Regions from separate parts of the Mus musculus genome. Here regions 1, 3, 4, 5 and 6 are each linked to region 2. Evidence: chromatin contacts called from public HiCAR-type, HiChIP or PLAC-seq and promoter capture Hi-C data. All regions are on one chromosome and are shown on one strand. Each heading gives the region's core, a stretch centred on a gene start, on an enhancer-like site or on the middle of the called end of the contact. The rest is flanking DNA. Distances are from core to core; before and after follow the strand shown. Region 1 holds the start of Zmym2 (zinc finger, MYM-type 2). Region 2 holds the start of Zdhhc20 (zinc finger, DHHC domain containing 20). Region 3 holds the start of Setdb2 (SET domain, bifurcated 2). Region 4 holds the start of 2410022M11Rik (RIKEN cDNA 2410022M11 gene). Region 5 has its middle 38 kb from the start of 1700129C05Rik. Region 6 holds the start of Mphosph8 (M-phase phosphoprotein 8).

Evidence for each region. Promoter capture Hi-C pulls out the DNA fragments that hold promoters and counts their contacts. HiCAR-type assays count read pairs that join an accessible place to other places. HiChIP or PLAC-seq counts read pairs in DNA pulled down with a chosen protein or histone mark.
Region 1: a contact with region 2 is called in a HiCAR-type map of astrocytes, with 2.7 times the contacts expected there. The contact joins the promoter of Zmym2 here to the promoter of Zdhhc20 in region 2. A contact is called at or near these places in 2 of 115 datasets of contacts at active chromatin or transcription factors (astrocytes and bone marrow-derived macrophages).
Region 3: a promoter capture Hi-C map of cranial neural crest shows a contact between it and region 2. The contact joins the promoter of Setdb2 here to the promoter of Zdhhc20 in region 2. A contact is called at or near these places in 7 of 39 promoter capture datasets (the 3T3-L1 cell line, the C10 cell line, cranial neural crest and 3 more) and 2 of 115 datasets of contacts at active chromatin or transcription factors (astrocytes and large pre-B cells).
Region 4: a promoter capture Hi-C map of pre-B cells shows a contact between it and region 2, with 3 times the contacts expected there. The contact joins the promoter of 2410022M11Rik here to the promoter of Zdhhc20 in region 2. A contact is called at or near these places in 2 of 39 promoter capture datasets (liver and pre-B cells), 1 of 484 Hi-C or Micro-C datasets (LSK cells) and 1 of 115 datasets of contacts at active chromatin or transcription factors (astrocytes).
Region 5: a contact with region 2 is called in a promoter capture Hi-C map of cranial neural crest. The contact joins the enhancer-like site here to the promoter of Zdhhc20 in region 2. A contact is called at or near these places in 11 of 39 promoter capture datasets (the 3T3-L1 cell line, 3T3-L1-derived adipocytes, cranial neural crest and 6 more) and 1 of 115 datasets of contacts at active chromatin or transcription factors (astrocytes).
Region 6: an H3K27ac HiChIP or PLAC-seq map of microglia shows a contact between it and region 2, with 6 times the contacts expected there. The contact joins the promoter of Mphosph8 here to the promoter of Zdhhc20 in region 2. A contact is called at or near these places in 3 of 39 promoter capture datasets (hippocampal neurons, liver and pre-B cells) and 1 of 115 datasets of contacts at active chromatin or transcription factors (microglia).

What each region holds. Positions count from the first base shown.
Region 1 is chr14:56,885,162-56,888,213 of GRCm38.p6, forward strand. Zmym2 (zinc finger, MYM-type 2) reads left to right here and starts at 1,442. Exons shown (of 25, transcript NM_029498.4): 1 at 1,442-1,537; 2 at 2,634-2,696.
Region 2 is chr14:57,889,062-57,891,958 of GRCm38.p6, forward strand. Zdhhc20 (zinc finger, DHHC domain containing 20) reads right to left here and starts at 1,275. Exons shown (of 13, transcript NM_029492.5): 1 at 1,002-1,275. The coding sequence starts at 1,119.
Region 3 is chr14:59,439,611-59,442,548 of GRCm38.p6, forward strand. It overlaps Setdb2 (SET domain, bifurcated 2), which reads right to left and starts at 1,270. Exons shown (of 14, transcript NM_001320720.1): 1 at 977-1,270. It overlaps Gm45935 (predicted gene, 45935), which reads right to left and starts at 1,270. Exons shown (of 24, transcript NM_001320725.1): 1 at 977-1,270. It overlaps Cab39l (calcium binding protein 39-like), which reads left to right and starts at 1,353. Exons shown (of 11, transcript NM_026908.4): 1 at 1,353-1,408.
Region 4 is chr14:56,810,569-56,813,331 of GRCm38.p6, forward strand. 2410022M11Rik (RIKEN cDNA 2410022M11 gene) reads left to right here and starts at 1,421. Exons shown (of 1, transcript NR_152252.1): 1 at 1,421-2,763. It overlaps Zmym5 (zinc finger, MYM-type 5), which reads right to left and starts at 896. Exons shown (of 8, transcript NM_001253753.1): 1 at 766-896; 2 at 172-291.
Region 5 is chr14:59,103,130-59,106,297 of GRCm38.p6, forward strand. No RefSeq gene overlaps it. Among named protein-coding and RNA genes, the nearest start is that of 1700129C05Rik, 38 kb to the right of the region's middle. Within about 2 kb of position 1,377, at least 17 of the 459 cell types and tissues checked have an H3K27ac peak or open chromatin away from gene starts, as enhancers often do.
Region 6 is chr14:56,666,689-56,669,518 of GRCm38.p6, forward strand. It overlaps Mphosph8 (M-phase phosphoprotein 8), which reads left to right and starts at 1,560. Exons shown (of 14, transcript NM_023773.2): 1 at 1,560-1,876. The coding sequence starts at 1,664. It also overlaps the pseudogene Gm4032.

The DNA.
Region 1 (3,052 bases), core at 192-2,691, 1.0 Mb before region 2:
TTTGTAAATGGTATCCACTGCAGTCTACATATTAGCCTGAGACCTTAATCAATAATTCACTTCATTAAAAATTTCATGTTCATTATCATCTTGGAGAGCTTTACAATGTAACGCCATATGACTCATTAATAGGCGGTATTGTCAATTCGGAAATTCAGAGATCTAATTGAATCCATCCATTTGGTTGAGGAAGTAACCAACATCAGTTGTAATCCCGCTAACAACCACCAGGGCGAGGTGCATTTCTTAGGTTACAGGGAGTCCTGGAAATCCAGCACCAAGTCTTCTGCCAAAGACGTGGGTGTAGACGAGGAACAAAAGACCCTCGTGCCGCCCTCCAGCGGCTCCGCTCCGAATGCGCCCGGTGGGACTCCTATGAGAGGGTCACTGCCCACGGAGCCAGGACTGAAGCGAAGGGCACGCGATGGCCCGAGGCCCCGCCAACGTGGAGGACAGGCGCTGGGCAGGCCGGAGAGCGCGTGCTCGGCCAGGCACCGACGGCCGAGGCCAGACAGCCCAGGTCCCAGGGGCGCGAGCCCGCTAAGGGAGCCCGGGGCTCCATCTTGCCCGGCGGCAGTCTGGGGTCACCACTGTCGTGTGGCCCCGCCGCAATCTCGGCGCGCAAACTCTTGGCGGCCGAGGACAAGGCCTATGGTAGAGCGCGATCGGACTCGTTCCGGGCCAAGTTTCTCGTCCCCACGGGTTCGGTTCTGATGGGCCCCAAGTTCTCCCAACAGATCCCACAAAATGGAGGCCGACGTCTCCTCCCGCCGCAGCCATGGCGGAGGTGGGACACCCTTCCCACGGGCCAGGCAAGGTGGAAGCGCCTGCACGGCCGCCAGCGCACCAGTCCCCTTGCGGCCGCAGCCGGGCTCGCCCCCTCGGTCCGCCGCAGGCACTGCCGGGCTCGCCAGTCGCCCGGGTCTTGGGGGCCTGGACAGGGAGGACACCGGGACATCGAGGCCGCGTTTCTCCTCGAGCAGAGTCGCAAAGGGCCGCGGCGACCGTCTGGAGGCCGAGACCCAGTGTCCCGATCCCGGGCCCACGGGAAGCCTCGACGAAGACCGCCCGCCCCCAGGGCCGAAGCGCGAGCCGAACTGCGGGCAGCGCCACTCGGGCTCCTGACCCGGGCGGACCCCGCGAGTGGGGGCGGGGCGGGGGCACGGAGGGAGGGAGGGAGGGAAAGAGGGAGGGAGGGAGGGCCGGCCCAGCCCGCGGGGGGGGGGGGGCCGGTAGGCCCGAGGGCGTGGCCCAGGTCTGACGGACAGCCGCCGTGACTACCTCACCGAGGAGGGTCCTGAAAGAAGGCCGACTGGGCCAATGGAGCCTGCCCGAGGCATTCCGTGCCGCCCACGCCATCAGCCAATGAGCGTGCGGAGGGCGGGGCCTCTCCGGGCCCCGCCGTGCCACCGCCTCCTCTGCCTCCTCCTCACCAGCGCTAAAGCCGGGACTGGACCGAGCGGAGTTGTGCGTGTCGCCGAAGGGGGGTGGGCCGGGGGAGGGGAGGTTCGTTCCGCGGAGCTGCAGCCAGAACCCGGTGAGGCTTCTCCCCGCCGTCTTTCCTGTCGAGGGCCGCGGAGAGTGGGGGTGGCTGGGAGCAGCGCAGCCTCGGGAGGAGGAGGCGGAGGCGGGGGCGACTGGGGAGGCGGAGATGGGTGAGGGCAGCGTCGGGAGCCTCCCACCGAGCCGGGCTTAACAGCCCGCGGCGGCCGGTGTCGCGGCTGCTGCGTCGGGGCCTGAGGGTGCGCTGGGGGCCGCGCTGATGTCCAGGGCGGCTTCGCGTGCGGCCCGAGGGGTGAGGGAGCGCGGGCGCGGCAGGGCTGGCTGGGTGAGGCGGTCGCCGGGGGCGGGGGGCGCGGGGGCCTCGAGGTGCGGGCGGCAGCGGCCGGAGGTCGTGGGGTGTTTTCCTTTCTGTGCTGCGGGCGGCCGGGCGGGCCGGGGAGGGGCCCTTTGGCCCTCCCGCCTGGGGGCTGCACTCCCACCCTGTCTGTCCAACCGAGACCCCAAGTTTTCGATGGCAAGGGGTGCCTTTTGAGTCTTGCGGCGTCCTCTTCGTCGCTGGTCTCCTCCCCGGCGCTGTGCTGCGCGGCTCTTGCTCCTCACGTATTGTTTGGCTGGGTCTCTAATGGCGGACGGGGAGGCAGCGCTGCCGGTCTCGGACTGCAGGGGGGGCAAACCTCGGGCCCAGGGCAACTGCTTGGGGCAAATATGGGCAATATCAGCCCATCGTTGACATAAACTGGTTTTTACCTGTAAATTGGTGCTGAGTTTGACTGGAATAACCGTGGTGGTAATACTTGCGAGGGAGTGCAAGTCCCTTGCTGGCGTCGGGGCAATGTTTGCCCTTCCCCCTCCCTACCCCATAGCAGGCTTGGTGCCCTCAGGTCCCTTTCCCTGCAGATTGAGGCTTACACATGGGCTTTGGCTCCAAATAAAATATTTCACTCCACTTGGGTAGTAAGTAGTAGGCTGTTTTGCGTGGGCTTTGGGGTAATAATAGAAGGGCCAAACCTCCTTGACCCCTTAGTCCCTTCTCTGCCTCCTCCTGGTGAAATCGGCTTGGTGCTCCTACCAGATTGGGTGTTCATCCATTTCTCTCCCCCCCCCCTTTTTTTTTTTCTCTTTTATCCCAGGACCAGAAATTTCGTTCAACCCTATCTGGTGCATCTTTGGCAGAAAGTGAGGAAAACACCATTGTGAGTCCTTTTCTTCTAATTTGCTTATTAACAGAGGACGTGGTTGGATTATAGGGGTTCAGCTATAGGATTTGGCCCTCCTGGTTGTTCTTAAGGGGAGGAGCCTTCTCTTGGGTGGCAGCTGCTGTCGGGGAGAAACTCCAGTGATGCCTGGTGAGGCAGCTGGGAGTGGGCGCTGCTGTTTGCACCGCTGCAGACATCGCTTCTGCTGCTGCAATACCAACCTCAGCAACCAGACGACGGGCTTCTGCAGCTGCTCACGTTACCGGTGGGGAGGAGGGGTGTTGGGAAGGAGGGCATATTTCTGGTGCCCTCTAGAGTTACAGAGTGGGAATTAATGTTATTTGGTTTGAAGT
Region 2 (2,897 bases), core at 25-2,524:
TAACCGAGGGCTCTGTCTGAAAATTAAAACCACATCACTTCTGGGAAACCAAGGGACTGCTTTTTCTTAGGGTTTTATTTAATAATGCTGACGGGAGACGAACACAGTAAAGAGCCAGTAGGTATAGAACGCACACTCAAAGCTTACAGGCAATTATTTAGTATCACTGACATAGTAATGGCCTAGGGTGTTAATGACAATGAACCAATCGGCTAAGTCATGTAAGTATAATGCAACGCTATTCCTTTATCCCAGGAAATCAGGTAAGAACCATACGGTAAAAAAAATTAAATAAGAAAAATAGCAAAAGTAAAACTAAACCAAAGCCCTAAAACTAAAGGTATAAGCAATACAAACCTACAAAGTAAACAGGCAAAAAAAAAAAGTCATTGAGCTTGCACCTCTCTTGTTCAATTCCTTGTGCCTCAAAACAACATTTTGTGTAAATCCAGCACTGAGACCCCCAGATGAATATTAAAAAGGGTCAAATACAGCTCAGACCAGGGGCTGAGCCCACACTGCAGACCCGGGAGACACACCTCCCTCCCAGGCCCCCAGGCTGCTTTCAGCTTACGCGCTTCTTCTCGCGCAGTTTGGGGAGCAACAATCTGGGAGGAAAAGATTTCTTTGTGCGTGTGTGCGTGTGTTTTAGCCAAACTGACCTCACAAGCCGTCTCAGAAGGGGTTCTCTAGTTCAAAAGGAAAGGCCTTTGTGAGCATTCCGTCACAGAAGGGTGGGAGCCCCAAGGCGACTGCAGCCACCCGGAAGCTTGGAGCGTGGGCGGCGCGCAGGCCCGAACTCGGGACCCCTCGAGCAGCGAGCCGTGGGCAGAAACCCACGGACAGGGGCCCCCACCGCCGGAGAAGCGCGGGCCGGAACCCTCGGACGTGGAACCCACGGGCTGGGGAAGCGCAGGCCGCCCCGCGGAATCAGAACGCGGCGCCGAGGCCTCGGCCTGCCACCCGCGGCCCGGCCCGCCGCCCGCGCCTCCCGTACTCACTCACGCACAGCTCCACCACGTACGCGTAGTAGGACCAGACGACCACAAAGGTGATGAAGAGCACCGGAACCCAGCCCACCACGCGTTGGCAGCAGCGCCAGAGTGTCCAGGGCGCCATGTTCCTCTGCTGACTGCCGGGTCCCGCTGCCCACGATTCTGTAGGACCACAAGACCCCAGCGGCCCTGTCGCCAGCTTCCCCGCCCCCGAGGCTCCGCCGCCGCAAGCAGTGGCGAAGGGCGACGCCACAACTCCGCCCCTCCCTGCGCCTGGCCCGGGTCCGCCCCTGACCCCGCCCTCGGGCCCGCCTCCGGGCCCGCCTCTCATCCCGCTGCGAGCTGTGAAGGGCGACGCTGCAACTCCGCCCCTCCCGGCGCCTGGACCGGGTCCGCCCCTGCCCCGCATCCTGCCGCTCCGCCCCTAGTCCCGCGCCTGGCAATCCCCGTAGGGGGTGGGGCTACCCGGCCGAAGGAGGCGGGGCCTGAAGTTGGGGCGGGGCTTCTGCTCAGGCCCGCCCATGGGATTTGGGGGTGCCTTGGTGGAAAAGAGAGGAGAGTGCTAAGGATGTGTAGGAGGCCATCTAGGACTGGGTGACGAGAGGGATGGGGATGCGCAAGGGGAGAGGAATGAATTCTTAGCTGCCCTGTGTGCCTTGGGTGGCACTCTGTATAACACTCTTCCCCTAGGTCTTTCAGGACCCATACAAGTCGGGTTCCCTATTACATAAGGCTGTGCATCACTCAAGCGTGCAAGCAAGAAAAATATTATATATACTTAAATATAAGACTCCTGTGACTATAATGTGTCTCCAATGAAGAATCCCCTGGGATAATTTGGTCCACGTATCGCTCTCTCCACCATGTTTTGTTTGAATTGGTAGGAGCCTGAGATTTAAGGTGGAAGCCATATACAACAGGTCAGTTTGATTTGGAGTCCACATTTAAGGTTACACCATGAAAGCAGAATATAGAAACAGCCCTTTCCTGGAGTGGGATTTTCAAATATTTACAGCTGGAGATTGCTAAGTAATGACTGCAATCTTAGAATCTAGAAGCCTTGCTGTGAAACATCATAATGTACAATCATTAGGAATAATTTCATACATTCTTTTAAAACACAGTACATTCATTTATTTACATTCTATGTGCGGATGTGCATGGACCACTGCTCATGAGGATGTGTGGCCCAGGGGTTGTCTGAGGACAAATGAAAAGTTTTTAAGTTTGGTTTGGGTTGGTTTGGGTTTTGGCCCTGGGCATAGTGGCACATGCCTTTAATTCCACACACTCAGGAGGAAGAGGACAGTGGAACTCTGTGAGTTTGAGGTCAGCTAAAACAGACTATTTACTAAAGTCTCCAAGAAGAAGGTAACTGCTATTATAGTATGATAAAGACTTAGTAAAATGAGTATTAATATTTAGTCACCATACACTACTGTTACATTAAAGTAACATGTATACAATAAGAAAATTGCAACATGCCCTAAAGATGACATTAGGACCCAGAAGTGCACACCTTTAATACCAGCACTTGGGAGAGAGAGGCAGGTAGATTTCTAAGTTCAAGGCCAGCCTGGTCTACAAAGTGAGTTCCAGGACACCCAGAGCTACACAGAGAAACCCTGTCTAGAGAAAAAAAAAAAAAAAAAAAAGCAAACATATTCTGACTTCAAATTTTTGACTACATATTAGTGGCAAAATTGACCCAACTCTAGGGCACTAAGGTGGGTAAAATTCAGCTATTTTCCCAGAAAAACTGTCTCAAAGAATTAAGATACAACATGGAATCTGGAGGCTAAGGATGGAGCCCAGTGGAAGACCACATAAAACTCATGTGTGGTGATAGGTTCAGTTCCCAGTGAGGTGTGTGTGGGTGGTGGGTGGTTTTGACAGAATTAG
Region 3 (2,938 bases), core at 20-2,519, 1.6 Mb after region 2:
GTGCCACAAAGAGACATTGCCAAGCTGCCTTCCACCTTAGATTCTAGTAACTTCCACCTCAGTACACTCACTCAGCCTGACACCTCAGGAAAGGGCAGGTGGGGACAGGAGGACCAGTAGCTCAAAGCCATCCTGGTCTACTAGGCTGGACTTCCACATAGCAAACAGCAACTAAAGAAAAAGCTCTCACCAGTGTAGCTTGGAAGCTAATTTACAAAAGAAAAAAAATTGCCAAAAAAAGTTAAGGAAATTTAAAGCTTATCTTCCAAAGACAACACTAATATTTCACTGTTAGTGTACTTTTTATTTGTTTGTATGTTTTGTATTTTGAGACAACGTTTCTCTGGGTAACCCTGGCTTTCCGGGAACTCAATCCGGAGAGAACTCAAGAGATCCGCTAGTCTCTGCCTCCCCAGCCACCATCTCCCAGCTTGCCAGGAGAATTTTATTTAAATTTGGTTCTTTGCCAGTCTCAAACTTTCATCTGGCCAAACATACAGGCAACTTCATTTAGATCTAAGTTTCCTTTTTACTTGGAGGAAAAAGAAACTAAAAAAACTAAGATACCACTATCTCGTTGGTTCTTTGATAGGCATGACATAATCGGAGCGTAAGTCAGGGTCAGGCACATTTTTAACGTGTTCGTATGTTAAACAACACAACAATGGCAAAACGCCTTCTGGTGAAGAATAGAAACCTATCCTATCGTATGTGGTAGGGTATTTGGAAGAGCTAATGGTCTGTTTACCAAATCTAAGACTAAACATAAATTAATCCTCCACTTTGGTTTTCTTCACTAACATGCAAAGAACCATGTTACTACATGCCAATCATATGATCTGTCAATCATATCCCTTTCTGCAGTGACTTTATTGATCTTGGACTGTTGAGTAGTGAGTCAGTCCGTCGCTCCGAAGATACCAATCAAGTTCAACTGATAAATAATTTCATTTGTTCATGGCCAGTGTAACCTTACCTGTGGAATGGACCAGTGTCCTGAAGATCTTGTCTGTGCTCCGCTGTCTACAGCCCATGATAGCCAAATTACTCAGAAATCACCAGCCACGAAAGTGAGCGCCGCAAGACGGTGGGGGAAACGCGACTGAGAGCCCCGGCCACCCCCGCTACTGAGACAGCGGGTTGAGGCGGCCTGGCACCCCGCGCGCCTTGCACTGTCCGCACCAGAGTCTGCAGTCCCGAGGCGGCTTCACCTCAGCGGGGGAGACATCAGCCCCAAGGGAGCTCCACACAGTTTCCGCGGCCCCGCGGCGCCGGCCGGAGCGCGCGGCCTCCTGATTGGTCGGCGACTCTCTCGGTTTGTCTCGCGCGGACTGCTACGGCCAATCGGGTTCTCGGCAGCCAAGTGAGGCACTTCGCTGGAGTGGTGGCGCAGCGCTCTCTGCCCGCGGTAGGTGTGTGGCTGCGGCGAGCCTTTTCCGGCTCTGGGAGTGTGTGTGTGGAAGGAGAGTCCTCGGGGTGACAGGAGTGTTGGGAGTGAAGGGGCGACTTAACTAGCAGGGGATTCTTCTCGCCCGCCCGGAGTCTCCTCCCTGTGTTTGGGAGGCAGGCGTGGTGGTGGTGGCGGTGGCGGTGGCCCCGGCTTGGCTTTGCTGGTCATTAGAGTCTGGCGCAGGCTTTGCTTTCCTGTCTTAACCCTGATCCCTTGGTTTCCGAGAGTTGCTCAGCAGTGTTTGTGGCGCGAAGATTCCCACCGCCGACCCCTGTCATGATTAAAGGAGGCTGGCTGTAGGATTCAACACGGGAAAGCCAGTCGTGGAAGGGAGAGGGGGCTGTCTCGACCACTGGCCTCCGGGTCGATAGAGAACTTTTCTTTTTTGTCAATTGCCAGGGGCCAACTGCGGAGCCTTTGCCCTTCTCGAGAGTTCATCCTTTGACATACATGGACAGCAGGTTGTGTGAGAGTAGTTTTATTCATAAGCATGCCGCCAGCATTCATTCAATGACGTTAGAAAAAAAGAGAGAAATAAAATAAAATAAAAAGGAGAAACGGGAAGTAAACTAGTGTTTGTCATGCTCCAAATTCACTTCATGCTAGGTATACATGTAGCTCAGGCAGACCGGATCTTTCTGCCACAGGAGCGCCACACCCTTACCCCAGTTTCAAAGGTGCTGATTTTTTTTTTTTTTTGTAAATTTCTCTTTACATATTTTTAACATTATAAACTTGATTTTAAAAAAAAGTTTGCAAAAAAAAAAAAGAAAGAAAAACACATCAAAATTAACCAAACCCCAAAACAATACAACTCAAATGAATACATCTATGCAATTAAAGTTGACTTTTGGAAACGAAATTGTGAAGCTTCACATTAAATTTAACACATGTCGAATATGTTTTCTGCACCTAGTCAAAACCAACCAAACAAGAAAGCCATGACAGCTTTGTACATTTCTGGGTCTGCGATGCTATGCGGGCTGGCTTTATGGAACAGGGTATTATTTAAGGAGGGTGTTGGAGTTTGGGAAGAGCAAGACACTGTACTTTCCTCTTTCCAGTTTTCTCTTGGGGAAAAAAAAGTAGAAAAGGAAGTAGAAAGCATTCTTTTTTTTTTTATTATTTGAAAGAAGCTGCCAGATCTGAAAATCTAGCCTGTTAGAGACAAATATTTTGTGATTCACTTATAACAGTTTTGATAAACTTAACACCAGTATCTTCACTTTTTATTTTATTTCAAGGTTGAATAACTTAAGTTATTCAAGGTTAATTGGTTTGTTTTTTTGTTTGTTTGTTTGTTTTTTTGTTTTGTGTGTGTGTGTGTGTGTGTGTGTGTGTTCTTTGTGGGTTGGTTTTTTTTTTTTTTTTGGTTTTTCGAGACAGGGTTTCTCAGTGTAGCCCTGGCTGTCCTGGAACTCACTTTGTAGACCAGGCTGGCCTCGAACTCAGAAATCTACCTGCCTCTGCCTCCCGAGTGCTAGGATT
Region 4 (2,763 bases), core at 171-2,670, 1.1 Mb before region 2:
AATCCTTCACCAAAGTAGCTTGAAGATCCTAGTATAAAAAGAAATTTACAAACAAACACCCAAAACACATACATACAGTGAACATCAACAGCTCCGAGGTAGCACCAAACCCTGAACGCCAAAGGAAATAAATAAGTCAAGGTGAAGTTATTCCCAAGCTGTTCTACCAACCTTCTCCAAATAAACAATAGATCAACTAAACGACAGCAGGCCAAGCTCATATGTTCTTTCCAGTTTCAGAATTATGAGTAGAGCGCGCAGCTGAGTCGAAGAGTAAACGCGTCCTCGAATCTAGAAAGGGATTCACATTTCTCCTAAGTAGTTACCACTCAAGTACAAATCCGACCCGGGAGAGGTTCAACAATTGGGTCCCATTTGCCGCAAGCACTTGATTAGGGCCTAACTCCTCAGTAGCCCGCGACAGGCACCAGGTCAGCCATTAGAAACTGGCTCAAATAAGATTAAAAGCTGCGACAGACCGACCCAAAAAAAAAAAAAAAGAGAGAGAGAGAAAACGCCGCGGGACGTAAGAGGACGCCCCTTAACACGGAAAACTTGGGGTGTCGGTTGAACAGACAGGGTGGGAGTGCGGCCCCCGGGCGGGAGGGCCAAAGGGCCCCTCCCCGACCCGCCCGCCCGCTCGCAGCACAGAAAGGAAAACACTCTTCGACCTCCGGCCGCTGCCGCCCGCACCCGGAGGCTCTCGCGCTCCCCGCCCCGCGGCCGCCTCACCCAGCCAGCCCTGCCGCGCCCGCGCTCCCTCACCCCTCCGGCCGCACGCGAAGCCGCCCTGGACATCAGCGCGGCCCCCAGCGCACCCTCAGGCCCCGACGCAGCAGCCGCGACACCGGCCGCCGCGGGCTGTTAAGCCCGGCTCGGTGGGAGGCTCCCGACGCTGCCCTCACCCATCTCCGCCTCCCCAGTCGCCCCCGCCTCCGCCTCCTCCTCCCGAGGCTGCGCTGCTCCCAGCCACCCCCACTCTCCGCGGCCCTCGACAGGAAAGACGGCGGGGAGAAGCCTCACCGGGTTCTGGCTGCAGCTCCGCGGAACGAACCTCCCCTCCCCCGGCCCACCCCCCTTCGGCGACACGCACAACTCCGCTCGGTCCAGTCCCGGCTTTAGCGCTGGTGAGGAGGAGGCAGAGGAGGCGGTGGCACGGCGGGGCCCGGGGAGGCCCCGCCCTCCGCACGCTCATTGGCTGATGGCGTGGGCGGCACGGAATGCCTCGGGCAGGCTCCATTGGCCCAGTCGGCCTTCTTTCAGGACCCTCCTCGGTGAGGTAGTCACGGCGGCTGTCCGTCAGACCTGGGCCACGCCCTCGGGCCTGCCGGCCCCCCCCCCCCCCCCCCCCGCCGCCAGCCCCGGGCTGGGCCGGCCCTCCCTCTCTTCCGCCCTCCCTCCGTGCCCCCGCCCCGCCCCCACTCGCGGGGTCTGCCCGGGTCAGGAGCCCGAGTGGCGCTGCCCGCAGTTCGGCTCGCGCTTCGGCCCTGGGGGCGGGCGATATTCGTCGAGGCTTCCGGTGGGCCCGGGATCGGGACACTGGGTCTCGGCCTCCAGACGGTCGCCACGGCCCTTTGCGACTCTGCTCGAGGAGAGACGCGGCCTCGATGTCCCGGCGTCCTCCCTGTCCAGGCCCCCAAGACCCCGGCGACTGGCGAGCCCGGCAATGCCTGCGGCGGACCGAGGGGGCGAGCCCGGCCGCGGCCGCAAGGGGACTGGTGCGCTGGCGGCCGTGCAGGCGCTTCCACCTTGCCTGGCCCGTGGGAAGGGTGTCCCACCTCCGCCATGGCTGCGGCGGGAGGAGACGTCGGCCTCCATTTTGTGGGATCTGTTGGGAGAACTTGGGGCCCATCAGAACCGAACCCGTGGGGACGAGAAACTTGGCCCGGAACGAGTCCGATCGCGCTCTACCATAGGCCTTGTCCTCGGCCGCCAAGAGTTTGCGCGCCGAGATTGCGGCGGGGCCACAGGACAGTGGTGACCCCAGACTGCCGCCGGGCAAGATGGAGCCCCGGGCTCCCTTAGCGGGCTCGCGCCCCTGGGACCTGGGCTGTCTGGCCTTGGCCGTCGGTGCCTGGCCGAGCACGCGCTCTCCGGCCTGCCCGGCGCCTGTCCTCCACGTTTGCCGGGCCTCGGGCCATCGCGTGCCCTTCGCTTCATCCTGGCTCCGTGGGCAGTGACCCTCTAATGGGAGTCCCACCGGACGCATTCGGAGCGGAGCCGCTGGAGGGCGGCACGAGGGTCTTTTGTTCCTCGTCTATACCCATGTCTTTGGCAGAAGACTTGGTGCCGGATTTCCAGGACTCCCTGTAACCTAAGAAATGCACCTCGCCCTGGTGTTTGTTAGCGGGATTACAACTGATGCTTTTAGGTTGGATTGAGGTTCTTGTTACATAATATGTGAAAATATATGACTCTTAACTGGACTTGGTGGCGCATGCTTTTAGTTCCAACACTTGCAGGCAGAGGCAGTTGGATATCTGTGAGTTCGAGGCCAGGTTGGTCTACAAAGTGGATTCCTGGACAGTCAGGGCTACACAGAAAAACCCTGAGTTGAAAAACCAAAAGAGCAAAAATATATATGAGTCTCTCTTTTAAGACAATGTCTAGCATAGTCTGGCCTGGAACTCTGTGATCTTTCTTCTGCCTTTGCCTCTCTCTTCCTCTGCCTCTGGAGCATTGGGATTGTAAGCATGTCACCACTGCTTTCTTGGTTTAGGCTTAGATATGATTTGAAAACAAAATCCCACACCTCATAGCACA
Region 5 (3,168 bases), core at 127-2,626, 1.2 Mb after region 2:
CCATGCTAGACTCCTGTGTGCAAGCATAAAAGAGTATCATTAATGGTATCAGGGATTGGTGCTTACATCATAGGATGAGTCTACAAGTCATCAGACCTGTATAAAGGGAAGTGGGTATGGAAGTAAAATAAATGTGTGTATATGGAAATATCTGTGTTTGGTGTGGTTTTCACACAAGATAGATCAGAAGGGGGTGATAAACCCAGAAAGAAATCTGCGGGTATATTTAGTCAAGAAAATGGTGTCCTGAATCTCATCAGATATGGACAACGGGAGGTACATAAGGGGAAACTGATAAATATGACTCACCACTAAAGTGCTTTTAGGCTGGCAATGCAGCTCGGAAAACAAGGTGTTCCCAGCATGTGCCTGCCTCTGGGTTTATACCTCAGCACCAGAAAAAATAAATGTAAGCTGTTATATGAATATAGTTAAGAGTATGCATCATTTTATGCTGTCTTTAATAAACATGCGATGCCTACAAGTAAGATGCACGGCCCTCGGGAACAGTGAAAACATGAATTCCATCAAGTCAGGCTGTGACTTTCCATGAGAAGAGTTAGTAAATAGCTGGTACAGGTGTAACCCTAGATATTCAGGCCTCTAAACTAGGAAGACCACAAGCCCAAGATCAGTCTTGGCAGCTTGGGAAGACCCTGTCTCTAAATGAAATCAGAAGGGTAGGCAATGCGGGTAAAAAGTCTAGCACTTGCCTAATGTGAGCCCTGGATTCAACCTCAATGGTCTTTACAGCATTGTAGATGACCTAAAGTTGCTTAGCATCAGAACTGAGTGCATTTCTCTTTGAGATTACACTTAAATCTAACGAGAAAAAATTCACAGAAGCACCATTTTGGTCACCCTCTGGTCTCTGGATGAAAACAGTTGAGGTGAAATAAAATGTCCCTGCTGACTAGGAGCAGTGTCCTTCTCCAGGGGAGCGTTGCCAGGACCCATACACTGCCAGCCGTCCTCCTCTGTGCAGCAAAACACCCTGCTAAAGTTGACCGCCTTTGAAAGGTTTGCTTTATTGCAAATCGTAGCCCAGCTGCGGAGCCAGAAGAAGCTTGAGGCCGTGACCCCGCATACCTGGGATTTTTTCACTGAGATGGGGAACAAAGGATGTTTTTCTCTAACTCAGGGATGATTAGATTATTTTTTTTCCATTTTCATTAGCAGGTCTATCTGTATCTTTCTCCATCCTCTCTCACTCCTTGTTCAACTATTTGAGTTTGTCTATCACTAAACTTGTAACATAGTCCTTGCAAAGGCTTCAAAGTGATGTTCGAAATGGAAGATAAAAGGCTTCAGACCCTGTCAGAGTGGAGGACAACCACAGTAAACGGACAAGGAAGACAGGAGCCCACGGTAGCTGGGCATACAGAACCTCTTTGCTAGCAGAGGCCACAGCACCATAAGCAAACCTTTGTTACTCTGTCTGTGAGCTCAAGGATGGCCCCTCCCCCTGAAGATCATGGAGTCGGCTGGGAGGTTTACTCTAAATCGCTGACACCACTGGATGGAAAAAGACCTGTCCAAGTCTTGATCTCTTTAGCTCAGTGTAGGTGAAGTCCAGCTCACCCATCCATCAAAGCACCAGAATGTGTGCCCAGTAAATACCCACTCTGTGCCAAAGAGAAGAAAAACCGTTCATGGACTGCCCAGGACAAGCCAAGTCTCCCACCTCCCAAGGGTCCTCACCAGACAATGGAGAGGGCACACAGCAAGTGAGCAAAAGACAAATGGTGCTTTTATCTAGCATATCCCCTCCTGTTTGCAAAGTTTATGTTAAAGCCACTTAACTGTCAGGAGCACAGCCTGGAGGATTACCTGTTGGCTTAAACCAAGGTCATTGCGCGATCACGTGACCTGGAGAAGGACGAGCGAGGGAACTGTGTAAGGATGGTTTTGTTCTCTCCACATCCTCGCCAGCACCTGCTGTCACCTGAATTTTTGATCCTAGCCATTCTGACTGGTGTGAGGTGGAATCTCAGGGTTGTTTTGATTTGCATTTCCCTCATGATTATGGATGTTGAACATTTTTTCAAGTGCTTCTCAGCCCTTCAGCACTCCGCAGTTGAGAATTCTTTGTTTATATCTGTACCCCATTTTTAATGGGGTTATGAGAATTTCTGGAGTTCAGCTTCTTGAGCTCTTTGTATATATTGGATATCAGTCCCCTATTAGATTTAGGATTGGTAAAACTTCTTTCCCAATCTGTTGGTGACCTTTTTGTCTTATTGACAGTATCTTTTGCCTTACAGAAGCTTTGCAATTTTATGAGGTCCCATTTGTCCATTCTTGATCTTACAGCACAAGCCATTGCTGTTCTGTTTAGGAATTTTCCCCCTGTGCCCATATCTTCGAGGCTTTTCCCCACTTTCTCCTCTATAAGTTTCACTGTCTCTGGTTTTATGTGGAGTTGTTTGATCCACTTAGACTTGAGCTTTGTACAAGGAGATAAGAATGTATCAATTTGCATTCTTCTACATGATAACCTCCAGTTGTGCCAGCACCATTTGTTGAAAATGCTATCTTTTTTCCACTGGATGGTTTTAGCATTTCTGGTGGGATTGCAAGCTTGTACAAACACTCTGGAAATCAGTCTGGCAGTTCCTCAGAAAATTGGACATAGTACTACCAGAAGATCCAGAAATACCTCTCCTGGGCATATACCCAGAAGGTGTTCCTTCCAACTGGTAATAAGGACACATGCTCCACTATGTTCATAGCAGCTTATTTATAATAGCCAGGAGCTGGAAAGAACCCAGATGTTCCTCAACCGAGGAATGGATACAGAAAATGTGGTACATTTACACAATGGAGTACTACTCAGCTATTAAAAGCAATGAATTTATGAAATTCTTAGACAAATGGATGTATCTGGATGATATCATCCTGAGTGAGGTAACCCAATCATAAAAGAAGTCACTTGATATGCACTCACTGATAAGTGGATATTAGCCCAGAAACCTAGAATACCCAGGATACAATTTGCAAAACACAAGAAAATCAAATGTATATAAGACCAACACGTGGATATTTCTCATTCCTCCCTAGAATAGGGAACAAAATACCCATGGAAGGAGTTACAGAGACAAATTTTGGAGCTAAGACAAAAATATGGACCATCCAGAGACTGCCCCACCCAGGGGTCCATCACCATAA
Region 6 (2,830 bases), core at 310-2,809, 1.2 Mb before region 2:
GGATACTGCTCAAAGAGGAGCTAGTTGTGAACAGATTTTTTACTAACTTACACTCATTTTCGGCTTATACATGCCACATAAGCTATTATTCTGAAATCTCTTTCAGGTTCCAGATGCAGGTTACTCTTGGAACAATTTTAATACAGACAGGAGACTGAAAGTCTAGTCACTCAGGCAGATACAAGAGGTACACAGCGAAGATAGTCAGAATTATTTCTAAGCATATACACCAGTGTTGTTCTTTTCAAATAGTTGTTATTCAGGGTCCTCTTGCCTACCTACCAGCAGAGTTAGGCTTTTCCTCACAAGGGCACAGGGGATTTAATGGCAAACTAGGACTTAATGATAGGTGTGACTTGGGGCTCAGCCATTGAGCTGCCCCTTAGAGGCTTTTTTTTTTTTTTTTTTTTTAATAAGGTGGATAGGCTTAATGGCTGGTTGTAAGTTAGGGTTGTCTCCTTTTGTTGTGGAAATGGAGTCTAATTGGAGGTCAATCTTAGTGCACTAACGTTAACAGAAACTTTCTCAGCAACCCAAAACTTCAATGTTGGCACAAAAATGTCTTTCCTAGAGTTTGTAATAAGCCTGGTAATTCTCTTCCAATCATATCGCAGGCTCGCTTCCTAGTGACTCCTTTGTAGCATCAATATTACTCGTTTCTCTTGCATCAACCCCGCACCTGCTTCTGATATTTTCAATTCAATAAGAAGCAAGGGAACTTGGGAACAAACACATAGGTGGTTTTGGCTTGGTTTATCAGGTGTGAATGATCCAATTAATTAAGTATAGCCCAAATGGGGCCAAGCCAGGCAACCTGGGCTCTATCTTTTGAAGGAGAGAACCAACTTTTACTCAGCTACTAGGACCAAGCCTCCAACCATCACCTGCCAGACAAACGCCCTATCACTGAACTACTTTCAAAGCCCAACAAGTAAATCCCATAAATTATTACTTGATACAGTGTCTTGCTGTAAAGATTGGCCTTTCTCCTGACAGAAGAGAATACATATTGGGGGAATTCTCTCGCTATGTATGCCCTTGGAAATTAAACTCAGGTCCTCATATTTGGCGACCAGGGCCGTAATCTGCTGAACCACCTCCGGGTCCCTATTCTCTATCTATAAACGCTACTCACTAAAATGAAATATCCCTATAGGCTATATGTAATTGATTCGACCGCAGACGCCATATAAGCCAGCCAAAACCATACGAAAGGATTCCTGGGCAGCCATTCCGCACAGGCGGGTCTCGCTAACACTGGGGGTCCCTTTCCCAGAATCCTCATGGTCTCCTTCCGACAATCCAAACAACAGGTCTCCTCAGGCAGCGGGCGTCACCGGAGTTTGGGAGGTGAGGTGCTAGGACCGCCCCTCGCAGTCTCCCCAGGGGAGCCCTTCCGCTCTTCCCTGAGGCAGCGTTCTTCCTCAGAGTCCGTCGACCCGCCCATCCACTTCCCGTGAACTCCCCAGGGAGCCGGGGAGCGCGCCTTTGCGTGATTGGCCGTTCTGTGTGTCAATCCAGAGCTCGGCGCCCACAATTGGCTGGCTTGCCTCACGGTCGAGTCACGCCGCTGGAGCGGATTAGGGCGGAGCGGCAGGCGCGCGGTGCTGTCCCGCTGTGGGTCGCCGGCGGTTTTTCGCGTTGGTTTTGCACTGCGTCTGTGATGGCGGCGGCGGCTGAGGAGGGCATGAGTGCGGCCGCTCTAGTTATGTCAGTTCCCGACAGCATTGGCCGTTCTCCCGAGTCCGAAGGAGTTGGAGCAGGGGACGAAGAGAAGGACGCAGCCACCAAAGGAACGGTGGCCGTTGGGGACAGCGAGGAGGATGGGGAGGACGTTTTCGAGGTGGAGAGGATCCTGGACATGAAGTGCGAGGGAGTATGTGGGGGCTGAGCGGCCGGACAGGGAGTCTCCGGGGCGGGGACGGCGGGTTGGGAGAATCCGAGTGGGACGCCGAACAGCCTGGAACAGCTTGGGAGGACGGTGGCGGTCCGTAGGCGCAGACTGACATCCTGGAGAGGACCCTGGCCGCAGTCGGTGGAGGATGGATGCTTAGGGAAGTTCTAAGTGTTGTTTTGGCAGAAGAGACGAAGCGGTGACATGGAATGTTGAGAATCGTAGGATGCAAGGCAGCTGGTGGGAGACTTCTGTGGCCTTCAGCATTCGGGTATACGGTTAGGGCCATGGCTTTCCGTTAGGAAAGACTGGAGGATTCTCTACACCGTTGTCCCAATGTTTTCTAAAAGTAGAAAATGCTCCTTGGCTTAAATTCAGGAAATCCCATTCACACCGAGTGCCCGGGACAGTAAAGGTTTCCCAACCCAAAGTGTCCCTTTTCTGCGCGTTTTATGAGTGTAACTCAAGAGATTTAGAGTAAGCTTGAAAGGACAATCTTCGCACATCGTGCTTGAACACTTAACATCCTCCTTGCTGCGAATGTCGTCCCCGGGAGAAATTCTTAGTCTGTATTTCCAAGGCTTGGGATCCATCTGTTTGTGATACCTTTTCTCCCCTCTCTTCCCTTACCCGAGCTCTGCAGAAAAAGGTGCTTTCTCAGTTCTGTCCTTACTCTCTTACCTCTATTTAAGTCATTGTCTTTTATCTCTGTATTTGTCTTTTCTGCTCTAGATTGTGGGCTCCTTTAATCAGGGGATGTGGTTTATAATAATGCTTGAATCACGGACACTTAGTCCAGTAACAGCAAAGGCTGATTTTGTTGTTGCCGTTATCTGATACCGTGTACTGGACCCAGGGTTTCATGAATGCAAGGCAAGAGCTTTACCACAGAGATCTATCTCACGGCTGTGGGATTATTGAATGAGTAAACGAAAT